2 separate regions of the Mus musculus genome follow, and region 1 is linked to region 2. Evidence: chromatin contacts called from public HiChIP or PLAC-seq data. All regions are on one chromosome and are shown on one strand. The core of a region is the stretch at or near the end of the contact, and the rest is flanking DNA. Distances in the headings are between cores, read along the strand shown.

Region 1 (2,700 bases), core at 105-2,604, 800 kb after region 2:
AGGTCAGAGGACAATTTGTGGGAGTTGATTCTCTCCTTCCACCAAGTAGGTCACGGGGATTGAACTCGGGTCATCAGGCTTAGCTGCAAGCATCTTTATCCACAGAGGCACCCTCCTGGACTCATTTTATGAGTCAGTATCTCCCTATGTAGCCAATGCAGATCTCTAATTAATGATTCTCCTGCCTCAGCTTCATGAGTGCTGGGATTATAGGTGTGTGTTTGAATGACCAGAAAATTCTTTTTCTCCTTATTCCTCTTCCTCCTCCTAATGTTGTTGTTGTTGTTCTTCTTCTTCTTCTTCTTCCTCTTCCTCTTCCTCCTCTTCTTCCTCTCCTCCTCCTCCTCTTTCTTCCTTTAAGACATAGTCTCACTGTGTATCCCTAGCAAGCTTAGAACTCAATAAGTAGACGTGGCTGAACTTGAACCCACAAAGCTCTGCCTGCCTTTGCCTCCTATGTACTGGGATTAAAGATATGACTGGCAAATGCACGTGCCTGTTGAGGTGACTTGGACACTGCAGCAGTCACCTATGTGCCTGTTTCAGCAATGTCAGCCTTGTAGGAAGTGGGACACAGCCGACTGGCTTGTGGGGAGCAATAGTACTTTGAACAGGGGGTGGTAAATGGTAAGACTGAAGAGGGCATGAGGCTGAGACAAAGAATTTGAACTTGGCCAATCAAGTCTCAAGAGAGCCACCCCACAAACACACCTGAATCCCGTCCCATCTCAGGCTCTGCTTTGCAGTTGTGTCTCAGCAGATCTCAGCACATAATAACTTAAGACAAAGTCAACTCGTGTGACTGCCTTAGGGAGCAAATTGCATTCTGGGAAGTCAGATGAGTGACAGGCCACTGCCTTCCCAAAGTTATCACGGCCACTGTGCTGTGGTGTAATCAATACTGCCCACCCTCTGGAAGGTACAGCTTAAGCAGGAAGTGACTCTGGTCACTTCTGGTTGAATACCTCTTCAGCTTTTGTTCCTGGGACCCAACATAGAAATAACAACAGGATTTAAAGACTGACGGACCCAGGCAATGAGTAACTCCAGGAAGATCTGAAGCAATTTTTAGCCTGGGTGCAGAAAGGCAGCGAGTCCCAAGAAGAAAAGGTGCGTTCTGAGCCTGGGAAGAAAGCCAGCGCTGTGTCCATCAAGACGCAGGTGGTCCAGCCCCTGCTTGGTCCTCCCTCCTGCAGAAGTCAGGGACCCAGTGTGATCTACCTCCTCAGTGAACCTTGTCCCTGTGGAGAAGTGGGTACAACTGACTGCTGGGGCAGTCTCCCCCAACCCCAGCAACTAGACACAGAGAGTGAGGCCAGCTTTCCTACCTCAGCCTGGCTCCCTTCCTACAGCTGCCTGCATCCCTATCTGCTGTCCATGGACTAGTGGCTTCTGTGTGGCCAGGAAAGACTGACTTAGTGGTGGAGAGTCTCTGGATGGGTTACTATGGAAACAGACCCATGGTTTACAAGACCCTCTGTAGAATCCAAAATAAATTCAAGACCACCCAGCCCCTTCCCCCTTTCCAAACTAGTGGCCAAAAAGGCCAGACTAAGCCTGCAGCTGCCACAAAAAGATTAGCAGTTCCCAGAAATATTCCCCTACCCCACCCCACACTGAATTCTGAGAAAAACCACAAACCGCCCTGACCTTGTCACTAGAATTCCCCTTGACCATGACGTTAATAGCTGTGATGTTAATAGCTGTGACGTTAATAGCTGACCAATAAGTTCAAAATGTACTGCTGCTTTGCTGATAACCCACCATAAGGGCAGGCAGAGTGAGTCACTAGGCCAAAGGTAGTCACCCAGTGCAAACCAACCAATGCCTGAAAGGGTTACTTGCTACACCAATGAGAATAAGCCAGCTAGTCCTGTTGCCTAAATCTGCCCCTTACAAGGTATAAAAAGTGTGTTCTTTTTTAACTCAGAGTCTCTCCTCTTGTCTGCGTGCTTAGGAGGGTCCCCAACGTGTTGGATCAATTAAAAAAAAAAAAAAACCTCTTGCAGTTTGCAATGATGGCGATCTCTGTGGTCTTTGTGAGTGAGGGTCTTTTGGCAGACTCCAACAGCACAAGTCCCTCTTGAGAGCAGGGACCACATGTAGGGGTTCAGGACATCTAATAGGCTGTCCTGCCTAACAGGAGGGGAGGTCAGAGGCCCAGGCTACCTTTTCCTCTTCTCTCCTTCCTCTCTTTGGTCCTTTATCTTTTCTCTCATCTCCTTCCTCTTCCCTCTTCTCTTTTTCTCTTTTTTTTCTGAAACAGGTCTCACCCTGTAGGACAGACTAGGCTGGAATCCATGGTAATCCTGCCTCAGCTCCTGAGTCCAGAGGCCACCAGGGAACCTATCCCGGACTCTAGCTCCTGCGTGCTCCCACCTGCATGTCTCCACAGCCTTCCTGACTGGGCTCTACCTGGCCAGCCCTCTGTCCTCTGCTGCCTGGGCCTTTATGCCTGTTACCTCTGCAAACCTTGCCTCAGAGTTCCCTCTGTCCCTATCCCAGCTTGTCTCTGGATAACATCCTTTCACCTTTGGGTGTAGAGCAGCCTTGGCCTTTATCACAGCTGTGAGCCATGAGCAGGCTGGTTTCCTGTGACACACGACTGGGATGCAAGCACATGTGACTTTCTGAGACTGTGGCAGAACGGCTGTGCATCACCTAGACTTTATATATGGATTACACGTTGAAATGATAACT
Region 2 (2,700 bases), core at 114-2,613:
TGCTAGGCCTACATGGGTGGGCGAGGGACCACGTCCAGTACCAGGTAGAGGGCAGAGTGTCACCACGGAGTCATTGCCTGTGGGACAGGAATGGTGAGTGAGGTGGGCATGGCCACTGGAGGGTCTCCAGGGCAGGACCTTGCCCTTGGACTCTGATGAACACAGGTCAAGGTCACACTCTCCTTGCCTTAGGTATGCAGAAGTGACCCTTGGGACCTCTAGGTTTTTTGAAGAGGCGCCTTAGTTTGAATCAAAGTCTCAGAGCCCATGGTTGAAAGGACTTGTGTTTGTTGTCAGGAGGAAGGGAGCTCACCTTAATGTCTTCTACATTGGTCCCCTGGCTCCAGGCTCTTGTTTCTTATTTAAGTTATGTATATGAGTATGTATGTGTATGTGGCTATATCTTCAGACACACCAGAAAAGGGCATTAGATCCCATTACAGATGGTTGTGAGCCACCATGTGGTTGCTGGGAATTGAACTCAGGACCTCTGGAAGAGCAGACAGTGCTCTTAACCGCTGAGCCATCTCTCCAGCCCTCTATTATTATTATTTTTTTTAAAGATTTAGGGTTTTTTATGGGTATGAGTGTTTTGCCTACATGTATGCATGTGCATTATATGCATGCCTGCCTTCAGGGTCAGAAGAGGGTGCCAGAGAGCCTGAATCTAGAATGATGAACAATTGTGAGCTGCCCAAAAGGATGCTGGGAACTGAGCCAGGGTCCTATGAAGAGCAGCCAGTGCTCAGGACTGCTGAGCCATCAGTCTAGTCCCTGGGCTCTGCTCTTAACAGGGCTGCCCAGGAGTCTCCAGGGCAACTAATTGCTTGCATATGGTCAGGCTCTCTAGTGAACCCGGGTATACAATAGCTTTATGCTGAATCCCAAAGGCTGCTTTGCCTCCTGATACAGACAAGGCTGTCTCCACCTATGATTTAGACATCACAGAGCCCTGGGAAGTATGCAGCCTCCGCTACTGCAGCTCCCGCTATAAATGACACAAATGATCCAGGAACGAGGATGATTCTATCAGGGACCCCATGAGTCACCATCTGCAGTCTGTATTTCCCAGAAGATTATAAACAAAACTGGAATACATTTGCTTACTAGACCCTGACTGAGAACGGGCCATGATTCGCCCAATGGCCATGACTCATTTGTCAACTGATGACATCAGGTCAGTCAGGGTGACACTTGCCTCAACCGTTGCTGATTGCTTTTATCTTTCTCTGATTTAAAAAAAAAATAGTGCCTTTAAAAACGTTCTGATGAACCTGGGGCTGAGAGGACAATGTTGTTCCCTCTCATGATCTCTGCCTGCAGCCAGACATCTTTATTTGAGGCAGATGTTTTCCCTGGCTGGTAGGCAGATGGGGTCTATATCCCAATGGAGGGGAATTTGGGGGGACCTTCCTCCAGGCTGGGCCAGAGCAGAATCTGTAAATAGATGGTTTCTCAGAAAGGTTACTGCATGGTCCCTGAAGAGCGAGGAAGGGTGGGAGAGAGAGAGAGGGAGAGGGATTGGAGGAGGCTGGCTTGAGGATAATTGTTGACAGCCCTCTTTGCACACAAAATTGAAAATGGAAAAACAAAACAAAACAAAAACAAAACAACAACAACAAAACCCACGCCAGGGCAAACAGAAAACAAAAATTAAAAAGGCCAGCGCTGTCAAGGAAAGCTGTTTTCTGAAAAGTTCCAGTGCTTCCTGTGGTCATGGGAAAACCTCAGCAGAGATTTCCGCATTAGACAAGATCTCTCTGCGTGGCCCTAGCTGGCCAGGCACTCACCAAGTACAGCACGCTGACTTCAGACTCAGAGATCTGCCTGCCTCTGCCTCCTGGGTGCTGGGATCAAAGGCATGCCTGTACCGTCACACCCAGCCAAGTTTTTAATCAAATAAAAGAATCCTAAAGTTTATATGAAAAGATACTCCTTAGGAATTAATCACCAAAAGGCAGGCATGATAAAGTGCTCCAGTAATACCAGCACTCTGGAGGCCTGGAAAATCTCTGAGAGTTCGAGGCCAGCCTGGTCTACCTACATAGGGAGTACCAGGGCCACCAGGGCTACATAGAGAGAGCCTATTTCAACAACAACCAAAAGAAAGATTTTTTTTTCGAGACAGGGTTTCTCTCTATAGCCCAGGCTATCCTGGAACTCACTCTGTAGACCAGGCTGACCTCGAACTCTGAAATCCACCTGCTTCTGCCTCCCAAGTGCTGGGATTAAAGGCGTGGGTCACCACCGCCCCGGTAAAGATAACTTTTAAATAAAACAAAGTAAAAATATATATAAAAAAAAAAAAGTAGTGCATCTTTAAGTACCATAATCAAAGTATTAGGCTGTTGCGCGAGAGCAGGCAAAATGCTTAAAACAGAGGAGGGTACAACTGTTTTTAATTCCGAGATTGCTGCCTGGGATGGGTAACCTTGTCGCTTGATGGCTTAGTGATGCCCAGGAGGTGAGAGAATCCTAGTAGATCTCGAAGGCGCTGACCTGTCAGTAGATTAAGCACCACTGGATTCAATTTGAACAGTTGGGACATTGTGGAAGATCCCTTTAGCCAGAGGAAATGGATCACTTGGGGGGTGGGTCTTAGAAGAGCATATCCTGCCGAGGCCCCGCCCACCACGATGCCCCGCCTTCCCACAGCTCAGAAACCTGAGGCCAAAGACAGCCCACTGTCCTAGCAAACCA

What was found. HiChIP or PLAC-seq counts read pairs in DNA pulled down with a chosen protein or histone mark.
Region 1: an HNF4G HiChIP or PLAC-seq map of pancreatic cancer cells shows a contact between it and region 2. The contact joins two enhancer-like sites. A contact is called at or near these places in 1 of 115 datasets of contacts at active chromatin or transcription factors (pancreatic cancer cells) and 2 of 9 other capture datasets (adipose tissue and liver).

Annotation. Positions count from the first base shown.
Region 1 is chr17:32,107,182-32,109,881 of GRCm38.p6, forward strand. No RefSeq gene overlaps it. Among named protein-coding and RNA genes, the nearest start is that of Gm30729, 4.5 kb to the right of the region's middle. Within about 2 kb of position 1,355, at least 40 of the 459 cell types and tissues checked have an H3K27ac peak or open chromatin away from gene starts, as enhancers often do. A contact at or near this core is called in pancreatic cancer cells, where this site is marked.
Region 2 is chr17:31,308,623-31,311,322 of GRCm38.p6, forward strand. The region is part of intron 3 of Slc37a1 (solute carrier family 37 (glycerol-3-phosphate transporter), member 1); the gene reads left to right. Among named protein-coding and RNA genes, the nearest start is that of Slc37a1, 14 kb to the left of the region's middle. Within about 2 kb of position 1,364, at least 57 of the 459 cell types and tissues checked have an H3K27ac peak or open chromatin away from gene starts, as enhancers often do. A contact at or near this core is called in pancreatic cancer cells, where this site is marked.